Regions from separate parts of the Ovis aries genome. Here region 2 is linked to region 1. A link is a contact called in public Hi-C data. All regions are on one chromosome and are shown on one strand. Each heading gives the region's core, a stretch centred on a gene start, on an enhancer-like site or on the middle of the called end of the contact. The rest is flanking DNA. Distances are from core to core; before and after follow the strand shown.

The links. A called contact is a pair of places that touch in the nucleus more often than the background predicts.
Region 2: a Hi-C map of liver shows a contact between it and region 1, with 3 times the contacts expected there. The contact joins two enhancer-like sites. A contact is called at or near these places in 3 of 16 Hi-C or Micro-C datasets (blood and liver).

What each region holds. Positions count from the first base shown.
Region 1 is chr1:215,585,173-215,591,553 of ARS-UI_Ramb_v3.0, reverse strand. No RefSeq gene overlaps it. Among named protein-coding and RNA genes, the nearest start is that of TRNAC-ACA, 85 kb to the right of the region's middle. Within about 2 kb of position 3,018, at least 12 of the 54 cell types and tissues checked have an H3K27ac peak or open chromatin away from gene starts, as enhancers often do. A contact at or near this core is called in liver, where this site is marked.
Region 2 is chr1:215,868,304-215,874,684 of ARS-UI_Ramb_v3.0, reverse strand. It overlaps FNDC3B (fibronectin type III domain containing 3B), which reads left to right. Exons shown (of 26, transcript XM_015092550.4): 16 at 255-326; 17 at 2,908-3,026; 18 at 4,865-4,970; 19 at 5,863-6,035. Among named protein-coding and RNA genes, the nearest start is that of GHSR, 140 kb to the right of the region's middle. Within about 2 kb of position 2,549, at least 3 of the 54 cell types and tissues checked have an H3K27ac peak or open chromatin away from gene starts, as enhancers often do. A contact at or near this core is called in liver, where this site is marked.

The DNA.
Region 1 (6,381 bases), core at 1,769-4,268:
GAGAATATTTAAGGCAAATTAACCTGGGTACACTTAGGTTCATCTCTTTCCTTATTTGTTTACTCTGGTAAAAATACATTTGTAAAGTCTTGCAGTGTGGTAAATACACACCTAATTTTTTTCCTTCTCTTCTTTTCCTGATTCTATCTTCAAAAACCAAAGAAAATTAGAGAGACTAGAGATCAGAAAAGGAGAGCAGAAAAAGGAAGAAGAGAGAAAAGAGAAAATATGGGAAAAGGATTTAGGTCTGAGCATAAGAGATATATCTCTTTAATGCGTTTACTATAAGATGAAAACATTATAAAGAATCAGTAGGGCCATTTTCTAAAGAAAACATTCCTCATCTTTACAAGTTAAATATATAAGCATGGATATTTATTCTCTCCAATGCATTTTTTTCTTTGAAATAATGATAATTCTTTGGAAAGACCCTGGGGGTTTAAGAACATCAGCTTCTATGCAGAGTCAATTCCTTATTATTATGACTTTTTTTTCTTTCATGAAGCAGGATACAGTAAATCTCTTTTAAGTCTTTTCATCTTTTCTTTCTTTTTTAAAACAATTTTATTTCTTTATGGACTGTGCTGAGTCTTTGACGGTGCTTGGGCTTTCCCCTAGTTGCAGTGAGCAGGGGCTACGCTCTAGCTGTGGTGTGCAGGTGTCTCATCATGATGGCTTCTCTTGTTGAGGAGCACGGGCTCTAGGCATGTGGGCTACAGTAGCTGCAGCACCCAGGCTCAGTAGTTGTGACACACAGGCTTAGATGCTCTGCAGCATGTGGGAGCGTCCCTGACCCGGGAACAAACCCATGGCCCCTGCATTGGCAGGCAGATTCTTAACCACTAGACCACCATGGAAGCCCCAGGATGAGCTAAATCTTGACAGGCAAAGCATTCAGTTAAAAGGATTTGGTTTTGTTTGTTTCTTTTGTTTTGCACTTGCTAGGGTAGAATGAGGGAAGAATTAGTCAATCAATTCCTTTCCTAGGTCCAGCTGCCTCTCTCTCATTCACCTTTGGTAAGGCTTCTCAGTCTCACTCATGAACTTCTTGCCACACAATAGTATGAAAGGAAAGTAAGCTTCAGTCCAAAATATCCCAGTGGATTTTTCTTTAGCACTGGAATCTCTACCGAATAACTTTTCTTAAAACTTTTGCCTTTCCTAGGTAAAGACGCCTGGTAGAAAGATGGGCAGGGGTCCAGAGGCCAGAGATAGGTTGTTTGGTTCCCTTTTCTGTCCACCAAATCTAGGCACCATGGGAACACAGTTCTGAGCTATAAAATGTGCGTATGCTGATGTGCACCGAAGCAGAGTTTCAGTCCCGAGAAAACTTTCTCCCCACGTCCCTGAGGACGTGATTGTCATGCTGATTTTGTTATAAACACAGCAGAGACCAAGAAATAATCCATTGTTTCTCCTTAAAATTATGAAAATTCTAGAATTCAACCCAGACAAATCCACACTAAGTCACCTAAGGCAATCAACTTATGAGTCTGTGTGTTGGAAGTTTCCCCTCAAGTGTCAGTCTAACAGGCAGGTGTTCCTGTCTGTTCAAACTCAGCCAAATTCCCTGAGTGACCTTTAAGAAATCTCAGTTTTGATTTCTCCTCCCTTCTTCCCTCCCTTTGTCCTGCCTTCCCTCCCTCCCAAAGACAGTGCTGCTAAGTCACTTCAGTCGTGTTCGATTCTGTGTGACCCCATGGATGGCAGCCCACCAGGCTCCCCTGTCCCTGGGATTCTCCAGGCAAGAACACTGGAATGGGTTGCCATTTCCTTCTCCAATGCATGAAAGTGAGAAGTGAAAGTGAAGTCGCTCAGTCGTGTCCGACTCTAGCGACCCCATGGACTGCAGCCTATCAGGCTCCCTCGTCCATGTGATTTTCCAGGCAAGAGTACTGGAGTGGGGTGCCATTGCCTTCTCCACCAAAGACAATGCAGGCAGGAAAATAAGAGCAGTAATTATACTTTGAGTTCTCCAGAGGTAAATAAATATTATTACTTTAGCAATTAGTTATCAAGATATAGATAGATATTACATAGGGTATATATTCATGTATATAGTAAATGAATATATATATATATATACATATATATAGTTTACATGTATGTATCCTGAAAGCTGTAGAAATAGGTTGTCTATTTTATGGTTCTTTTAGATGAGAACAGTATTTTCCCTTTACACTTTATTCCTCAGGTAAAGAGAACATGTGGGTCATAAATTCAGCTAAGCTGGTACAGTCGTCTAGAAACTGCTCCCTTGGTGGCTAACACACTACTTGCCTGATTAACCACTTCCTGGTGACTCAGATGGTAATCCACCTGCAGAGCAGGAGACCCTGGTTTGATCCCTGGGTTGGGAAGATCCCCTGGAAAGAGAAATGGCTACCCACACTCCAGTGTTCTTGCCTGGAGGAGTCCATGGACAGAGGAGCTTGGTGGGCTACTGTTGGAAAGTTAATCTGGACTTTGCCAAGGACAGGGTGGAGTTCTTAGATAAGTTTTGAACTGAGTCCAAGATTTTATGAGACTGCACATTTCTTTTCAACTTAAAAAAAAAAATCTTTCCCTGGATGGAGAGAAAATCCTTATAAACATGACAGAGAAGGGAAAAGGAATAATAACTTTTAAAAACTAGTTTTAGAAGTAGGTGAGCTCAGAATGTGTATTTAGAATTTTCTGGTAGTTTGCTTTTACTTCAAGTTGCTGCTTCCTCTCACAGGCTGAAGTGTAAAACTGTTGGTTTGTGATTTTGCCCCGCCCTGCAATTTGGGGGCACCAAATTTGACCCTGATGCTTCTTTGTGTCACTACAAGATATAGTGAGAGGGGGAGGAAGTGTGCACTGATCAGGCTTATTAGAATAAATCTTACAGATCTGTAGAGCCTAGAGTTCTATGAGAAATAAGGGATAAACAGGGTTTATAAATCCTGGTGTATGCCTTCCCTTGACAAGAATGGAAACTGAGAACTTAGATTAAGAAATAGAAAGTAAAACTGACAAAGCTATTTGAAATAAAACAACTCCGGGGTTGACTTTCACAGCATCTATGCCCTCTGTTGGCTTCCCAGGATAGTACACTGGGTGGGACAGGAACTTTGAGATGTCCTTTTGCTGGTTTTCTTTCTGATACAGAATTCAAATGCTAGAACCTTCTTGAGCCTCAGGGTGGGGCAGGGGAAGTGGAAATGTGACCTTGATACCTCCCTCTTGCAGAGATAGTGTGCACCCTTCTAGGAGGGAGACTTCAAAAAAATGTCACAATAGAAGGCCATGTATTCAGTGAAGGTGTTACTTAGAGGTTCAGTTCAGTTCAGTCGCTCAGTTGTGTCCGACTCTTTGCGACCTCATGAATCGCAGCATGCCAGGCCTCCCTGTCCATCACCAACTCCCAGAGTTCACTCAGACTCATGTCCATCGAGTCCGTGATGCCATCCAGCCATCTCATCCTCTGTCGTCCCCTTCTCCTCCTGCCCCCAATCCCTCCCAGCATCAGAGTCATTTCCAATGAGTCAACTCTTCGCATGAGGTGGCCAAAGTACTGGAGCTTCAGCTTTAGCATTATTCCTTCCAAAGAAATCCCAGGGCTGATCTCCTTCAGAATGGACTGGTTGGATCTCCTTGCAGTCCAAGGGACTCTCAAGAGTCTTCTCCAACACCACAGTTCAAAAGCATCAATTCTTCGGTGCTCAGCCTTCTTCACAGTCCAACTCTCACATCCATACATGACCACTAGAAAAACCACAGCCTTGACTAGATGGGACCTTAGTCGGCAAAGTAATGTGTCTGCTTTTGAATATACTATCTAGGTTGGTCATAACTTTTCTTCCAAGGAGTAAGCGTCTTTTAATTTCATGGCTGCAGTCCCCATCTGCAGTGATTTTGGAGCCCCCCAAAATAAAGTCAGCCACTGTTTCCACTGTTTCCCCATCTATTTCCCATGAAGTGATGGGACCAGATGCCATGATCTTCGTTTTCTGAATGTTGACCTTTAGGCCAACTTTTTCGCTCTCCTCTTTCACTTTCATCAAGAGGCTTTTAGCTCCTCTTCACTTTCTGCCATAAGGGTGGTGTCATCTGCATATCTGAGGTTATTGATATTTCTCCCAGCAATCTTGATTCTAGCTTGTGTTTCTTCCAATCCAGCACTTCTCATGATGTACTCTGCATAGAAGTTAAATAAGCAGGGTGACAACATACAGCCTTGATGTACTCCTTTTCCTATTTGGAACCAGTCTGTTGTTCCATGTCCAGTTCTAACTGTTGCTCCTGACCTGCATACAGATTTCTCAAGAGGCAGGTTAGGTGGTCTGGTATTCCCATCTCTTTCAGAATTTTCCAGTTTCTTGTGATCCACACAGTCAAAAGCTTTGGCATAGTCAATAAAGCAGAAATAGATGTTTTTCTGGAACTTGCTTGCTTTTTCCATGATCCAGCGGATGTTGGCAATTTGATCTCTGGTTCCCCTGCCTTTTCTAAATCCAGCTTGAACATCAGGGAGTTCACAGTTCATGTATTGCTGAAGCCTGGCTTGGAGAATTTTGAGCATTACTTTACTAGCATGTGAGTTGAGTGCAATTGTGCAGCAGTTTGAGCATTTTTTTGCATTGCCTTTCTTTGGGATTGGAATGAAAATTGACCTTTTCCAGTCCTGTGGCCACTGCTGAGTTTTCCCAATTTGCTGGCATATTGAGTGCAGCACTTTCACGGCATCATCTTTCAGGATTTGAAACAGCTCAACTGGAATGCCATCACCTCAACTAGCTTTGTTCGTAGTGATGCTTTCTAAGGCCCACTTGACTTCACATTCCAAGATGTCTGGCTCTAGATTAGCGATCACATCATCATGATTATCTGGGTCGTGAAGATCTTTTTTGTATAGTTCTTCTGTGTATTCTTGCCACCTCTTCTTAATATCTTCTGCTTCTGTTAGGTCCATACCATTTCTGTCCTTATTGAGCCCATCTTTGCATGAAAGGTTAGACATGGTCAATAAACTTGTAACTTCCCCCACCTCTTTTCATCCTTGGAGACAGCTGTAAAGAGAAAAGGATACTGCACTTTCCTAAGTCTAAAGTTGTCCATTCCAGTTACAGCACTGTAAATAAATTGTATCTCCTCTAAACTTCTTCACAGAGACCAGAGTTACAAGAAACACTCCTCATCTAAAGATAAAAGGTAGCAGCAAAAGATCAAGCTGAGTTAATCCTCTTATAATAAGGAGCAAATTTCAAAGTATATAATAAAAATAATTACCTTAAAGTCAACAGAGTATATGATTATTTGCAACAATGTGGTAATTGTTAGTCCAAAGAATGTTAGGGGGCTGATGTGGCTTAGAGAGAGAGGACACATTTTCTTGGACAAAATTGTAGAATGGCACAATGCAATATCCTTTAGTTCATGTTACCCTGTGCAACACTATCAAAAGGGATCATTATTCCAAAATAATTTAAAAATCAAGATTTTTTTAAAACCAATGGTTTTAATCAATCTTCCAAAGAGATTTTTAAAACTCTTTGGTATTTAAGACAGTACCTTTTGGAATCACTTATTGTGTCATCATCCTTACCCATTTTCTCTTATTTTATTCTTCAGTTTTTACCTATCAGTACACACAGCCAAAGTCGTGTTTGACTCTTTATGACCCCCTGGACTATAGCCTGCCAGGCTCTTCTGTCCACGGGATTCTCCAGGCAAGAATACTGGAGTGGGTTGCCATTCCCTTCTTCAGAGGATCTGCCCAATCCAGGGACTGAACCCAGGTCTCCTGCATTTCAGGCAGATTCTTTACCATCTGAGCCACTGGGAAAGCCCCATTTTTACCTAGCCTTTTAAAAATACATATTTATTTATTTTTGGCATGTTAGGTCTTTGTTGCTGCAAGGGCTTTTCTCTAGCTGCGTTGAGCAGGGGCTACTCTTTAGCTGTGGTGTGGGCTTCCCATTGAGGCGGCTTCTCTTGTTGCGGAGCATGGGTTCTAGCATGTGGGCTTCATTAATTGCAGCTCAAGGGCTCAGTAGCTGGGGCTCCTGGGCTCTAGAGCACAGGCTCAATAGTTGTGGCTCACAGGCTTAGTTGTTCAGTGGCATGTGGAATCTTCCTGGACCGGGGGTCAAACCCATGTCTCCTGCGTTGGCAGGTGGATTCTTTACCACTGAGTCACCAGAGAAGCCCTAGCTAGTCTTTTGATACATAAATATACGTGAGACGGAAACAGTTCTCTAACATCACTTTTATCAAGTCATAGAATTCTGCACATTTTGCAAGAATTGCAATTTCATTTTGTCACCTACATTCTTGCACTGTGGGATATATATATAAAATATCCCACAATCGATAAGAGACAAACTATAAAAATTTTGATTGGTTGATCAAGTCATT
Region 2 (6,381 bases), core at 1,300-3,799, 280 kb before region 1:
TTTGTTCACATTTCGCTAAATGCTAACTCTTCAGCATTTCTAGCTCTGTAAACTTTGCATAGTCAGAAGATTTCGTGGTGTTTTTGTTTCTTTTGTTTTTCAAGTAAGGAGTTGAGTGAAATGTTATTTGTGTCTTTTAGTTGAATCCAGAATTTATACAGTCTAATGTTACATGGTTCTGTGTGTTCTAATAATGTTTACTAACAAAAGTCAGTATGCTTTTATAACTAATAAGACATTTGCTTACTTTCCAGATCCTCCAAAGGACAATGGTGGTTCAGAAATACTCAAGTACTTGCTGGAGATTACTGATGGAAATTCTGAAGGTGAAGTTTGTAGAAATTCTTATTCAAGTCCCGTTTTCTAATAAGATAAACATCTGTATAATAATAGTGCTGCTGCTGCTGCTAAGTCGCTTCAGTCGTGTCCGACTCTGTGCAACCCCATAGACGGCAGCCCACCAGGCTCCCCCGTCCCTGGGATTCTCCAGACAAGAACACGGGAGTGGGTTGCCATTTCCTTCTCCAATGCATGAAAATGAAAAGGGAAAGTGAAGTCGCTCAGTCGTGTCCGACTCTGTGCGACCCCATAGACAGCAGCCCACCAGGCTCCTCCGTCCATAGGATTTTCCAGGCAAGAGTACTGGAGTGGGGATCCATTATAGTGAGCGATCATTTATTCTGTTGATAGAGGTACTACGGTAAGTGGATTTTAATCATGTATTGACAGTTTTTTCTTTCAAACAGCATCAGGGATCAGTCTGCTTGATATGTATATTTTTATCATGCTTTTTAAAATCTTTGTCACTTCTTTAAGCCAAAAGTCCTCATTAATAGAATAAATATGTTTTTCATCTCTCTTGGCATACTTTCTGTAGAAATTCTTATAAGCAGAGAAAGTGTCAGAAGCGATCAGCAGGAAGAGTGAATCAGTGCACAGGGGATAACAACATATTGTTGTGGGCTGCTGACAAGCATAACACACTGTAACAAATTCAGGAAATGTCTTCATTTTTGTTGTGATTTCTCAGTCAGATTATTTAATTATTTAATTATTCCTTACACTAGGTGAGCTAAAGTGGGACAGTGTTAGAAGTCAGATTCCTTCCATAGTGTTTTATAAAAAATTCTTAGATCTTCTAATAAAATTTATTATGCTTTAATAGAAAAAAGTGAAGTCCTCAGAACTATAAAAATGACACCTGCCTCACCACTACTCTAATGATCCCTGTAACTAGTACTTTGTTTTTTAAAGTGATATACATGGCGGGGACGGTGGGGAGAGTTAACAGCAACTTTTACAAACAGTCTGTGCAGGTGTGTGGCTTGCTTTTTATTCTGTGCCATGATAGCCACCTGGAATGTTTTATTTTCACATCAGTTGGGCCCTACCCTATTTTAAGCCAAAAAAACTCATAATACTCTGAGATGGGCACAGCTGTTCTTAACGTAAAATCATATTCTATGCTAAAAATCAGACCTTTGAGAGAAGTCATGTATATTCAGTGTCTCATTGTGAAAAACTAAATATATTTTGAAGTTTTGTGGCTCTCTTGACCACTGTGGCTGATTAAAAGTAGATGCCATTCTGCACGTAAAGTCAGCGGTGTGGTAGCGCATGACATCAGCGATTAATTCAGTCTACTCTCTAGTCCTTGTTCCTAGTTGCCTTTGCAGTGCAGGTCATCTAATCAGTTATGTCAGAATGACTATCTTTATTATTCCCCCTTGTTCCTATATGGCCCTTGTGCATGTGACTTCATTGTAGAAAGAAAGTGAAGTCACTCAGTCGTGTCCAGCTCTTTGCAACCCCATGGACCGTAGCCTGCCAGGCTCCTCCATCCATGGAATTTTCCAAGCAAGAGTACTGGAGTGAGTTGCCATTTCTTTCGCCGGACTTTATTGTAAATCTGGCCTAATAAGCAGCTGATAGTATTTGTGGAAGTTAGTAACTATCGTGTGTGTATATATGTCGCTCAGTCATGTCTGAATGTTTGCAACCCCATGGACTGTAGCCCACCAGGCTCCTCTGTCCATGGGATTCTCCAGGAATTGCCGTTTCCTTCTCCAAGTAACTGTTGTGGAAGAGGGTAAAAGTATTTTCCCTAAAACAATTGCATGGAGTAAAACGCTCCTTTCAAATAGTCTGCTGGGAACATAGTGTTAGTGGGAGCAAAGCAAGGAGTAATAAATGTCCTAGGTGGTTGAAGCACCACCCCCCACACACAATGCTCTTCGCCTGGTGGCATCAGCCTCACCCCATCCCCTCAGTGGCCCTGCTTGCTTTCTTTAATCCCCAGAAGTGGTTAGATAACCTGGGTCATACTGAGTATTTCATCTTTAAAGTCACTGTCTTCGGTATTTTTGTCTTAAGTGGGGCTCCATGGAAACAGCAGGCCTTTCCTCAAAGGACTTGGTCTATATGGCTGGGATGGGGTCGGGGTAGTTTACTTGCTGTGACCTCCAGGCAGATAAGAACCAGGAGAAACTCTTCAGTGGTGCCCTGGGCTGACCAGGAACCTTATGGCTGAGCCTGCTTCCCCCTGCCCAGCTGGCCCCAGTTGGCTTCTCACTTGCCAGCTTGCTCAATACCATCTCCTGCTACGGGGCCAACTACAGATTTCATGTGCTTTCCAGCATCTAAACCTCCACACTCAGCAAATGTGATCATGGTAATATTAAGTATTATAACCAGCAGTGCTAAGTATTAAAAATGCCTTCATGTTATTTTAGTATTTCATTTTGTAAAGGAAATGGAAAGAGAGCCCTGTGACTGTTTAAAAAAGAAGAAAAGAATAGGAGATGCTGGTTTTCACAGAAACCACTTAGAGCTTTTTCTTATCAGGAATGGTTGGTACTATTACATTTTTACAAAAGGCATGAACTCACACATGGTCTTATTTTGCAGCGAGTCAGTGGGAAGTGGCCTACAGTGGGTCGGCTACAGAGTACACTTTCACCCACTTGAAACCAGGCACTTTGTACAAACTCCGAGCATGCTGCATAAGTACTGGTGGACACAGTCAGGTTGGTTTTGTTTTGGTGTAAAAGTAAACATCTTTGGTCAAATTCAGACAGCCTATCTGTAACATCAGAGTAAATTTCTGTTAAAAAATAAATCTTGGTACTACAGCCTGCCATGGTATCACATCAGAGTTTTCTGAATTGTGCTTTAGAGGGTATAGAAAGATAGACCCAGATGATTCTCAACTGAATTGTGCTGCTTTCCAAGACTTGGGCATGACCACATCACAGTTGAAAATTGAAGGTGGTCTGCAATTTGCAATGGCTAACAAATACGGGGCTGAACCTCAGTTATCACAATGGTAGAAAAGCTTAGACTTTAGAGCAAAAAGATGCAACCTCCAGCTCAGCTTTGCTGTTACTTTGGCAGTTTTGTAAGAATGTGAGACACACCTTCCTCTTGATACTTTGCTGCCATCTGCTGGAAAATGCTTGTAAAGCCACATATACCTAGGATAACTGAGCTGAATTGCATCTCCTGAGATTGCGCAGTGCCCAGCCTATACATCTGTAGGTAGTACCAGTTCTCTTGTTGTCTGCCTTTTTAAAAAATTGAAGTATAATTGTCTTACAATATTATATAAGTTTCCTGTCCCAACACAGTGAGTTAATATTTTATACATCACAGAATGACCACCACCATTGTCTACAATTTATATGGCCTTAGACCAGCCGTTCAACATGTCAGGAAACTTGGTTTCGACTTCACAGTGTTCTCATGCGCTCAAAACAAGCACACATGAAGTGTTCAGGAAATGAGATCGTTGTCCAAATGACGAACGCTTAGACAGTGAGTGAGAGGCGATACGGTAAAAATATGGTAAAAACCATTTTCATCATAGAGATATTTAGCATCGTGGTTTGGAAATCAGTAGTGCTGAGAGAGAGCGTGCACAGAAGATGGCTTAGAGCCCTGTACTGGGTTGACTTTTCAAGAGAACACCTGCCAGTAGGTGCCAAGTTTTGCCAGTCAACCCACCTCTGACACTGTCATATGTTTATTTTCTTTTTCCCCCAAGGATAGCAGTATTGTGAAGTCTAGACTGTATATTTAGACAGAATTCTCAGGTTTAAAAAAAGGGTCCAGCTCAACGACATTTATACAGTGTCTCTGAGGGTGAACCAGGTTGACCTCAAAGTCACAGGTGATTGGTGAGCTTCTCTTACCCGTGAGGTGCTGCACAAGTCTGCACAGAGGCAGCGGTGCCCCTTGAATGTATAAACACATCTCCTCTGTACCGCATTTCCTCGAGGAGGATGAGGTTGGTTGAGCTGTATGTCTCTACCATGTTCCTCATATCTCAAAAAGGTGTCAGCTTCCATACCACCAGCCTTACACAACCAGACCCTGCAAAAAAGAAGCCCTGATGATTTTAACGTTAGCAGAACCTGCTGGTTAATGTCACACTCAGCTGACTTTATTTGCTTTTCTGCTCTGTATGTGGATGATGGGCCATTTATGGCACTGTTTACAAACCTCATCCAGCTGTTGTTTTGTGTTCTCCTCTGTCCTCAGGAAGGGTCTGATTTTTAGTTTAAAGGGAGGTAACTGTGTGCTTGGGATACACAACAGTCAAAATGTCAGTCTGCAGATCTGACACCATAAATAATTATTTTTACCAGTGCCGTATGCATATGTCCATACTCAAAACATACACAAATATACACGTGCACTACACACTTAGAGACGAAGATCTTACTGCGTAAGAAGTGTACACATCCAATGTGTAACCCCCTCCTTGGCAGCGTGTGCTGGTATGGAGTGGAATTTACCTGGTATGTAGAGCTCTAAAAAATGCATAGTAACTAAGAGACGGTTCTCTTTGGTGTTTCTCCTGCAGTGTTCTGAAAGTCTCCCCGTTCGCACACTAAGCATTGCACCAGGTCAGTGTCGCCCACCGAGGGTTTTGGGTAGACCAAAGCACAAAGAAGTCCACTTAGAGTGGGGTGAGTGACCACATCTTCACGTCGCCAGTTTGGACAATTGGAGGTTGAGTTTAAGACTTACAGCTTTGTAATTAAGTTTCAGGTCTTTCTTCTGAAAACCAGATTTGTGTCTATTGAAAATGTCCACATTCTGTTTAATGTACGTGGGCTTGGGTTTGTGAACGCCCAGCCCTATGGCCCATCCTCCTGTTCCTGATGGTGCCGCAGGTGCTATTCACCCCCTGCCCTCAGAGGGTACTGTTCTAGAAAATGTTTCAGAGCAGGAATTCCCCAACTTTATTCATAAAATAAAAGTTGTGCTTAATAAAGAGGTTAAACCAAGAAACTCTTCATTAGGTAGCATATGTATCCTCCTCACCTTTACCACCCTGTCGTGTGTGGGTCCTGGTGTTTTACAGTCTCAGCTCAAGCTATGTTAGCATTTCCTGTCATATTAATGATTCACAGCATGTAAAATTGCAAATATAAACTTGCAGAACTCTGTTAGACTATTGTTCCCCATCACTTAATATCTAAATTAAGATGTTATGCCAGTTTGGGGTTCTCTAACTTGATTTAATATGTCCTTTGGTTTCAGGTTAAAAAGATTTTTCTCCCCTCTAATTCTTGTCTTTACCTTGCATTAGAATGTAAAGGAATTGCCTAAAAGTTCTATGGTTTTGGAATCATTTTGTTCATATCATTAAATGTGCTTGCTTTGAAAAGTATGGATAACATCATTAAGAAACTTTCTTTTGTATCTCTTTCTCTTTTTGAAGTGGGGGTTCTTTTGTAAATATCAAGGACAGGCTACCTACATGATATTTTGCAAACATCATAGAATGTAAGGTGTGATAGGGCCAACCAGAAATAATAAAAATGTTCTAAGATGAACAGCGTTCTCCATTCGCAGACGTTCCTGCCTCTGAAAGTGGCTGTGAGGTCTCGGAGTACAGCGTGGAGATGACAGAACCGGAGGATGTAGCTTCGGAGGTGTACCATGGGCCGGAGCTTGAGTGCACCGTGGGTAACCTGCTTCCAGGAACTGTGTATCGCTTCAGGGTGCGGGCTCTGAATGACGGAGGGGTGAGTACTTATCACGACAAAAGCATGAGGTCCTGGCACTTCCATTTCCACCCTCCTAAAATTCCTCATCTGTATCTGTCCAACGATGACAGCCATTAAAGAACTGTACGTAAAACCTTATTTCTGAAGAAACCCTGCTTTGGTTTCACGTAGACCCAGCATTGGAAATTTTGATTCTTTTGTCCTCCTGTTAAGACAGAGCTCAAAGTTAATAAGGACTTTGCCGTTTAGATGCCTTTTGGTGGTTTCTTAAAATAATTTCCTAGATAAATCACTTATGAGAAGTTAGAACTACATAATATTCCTTTACCATGTTGTCTAAATTACTCAGCAGTGTCTTAGGTGA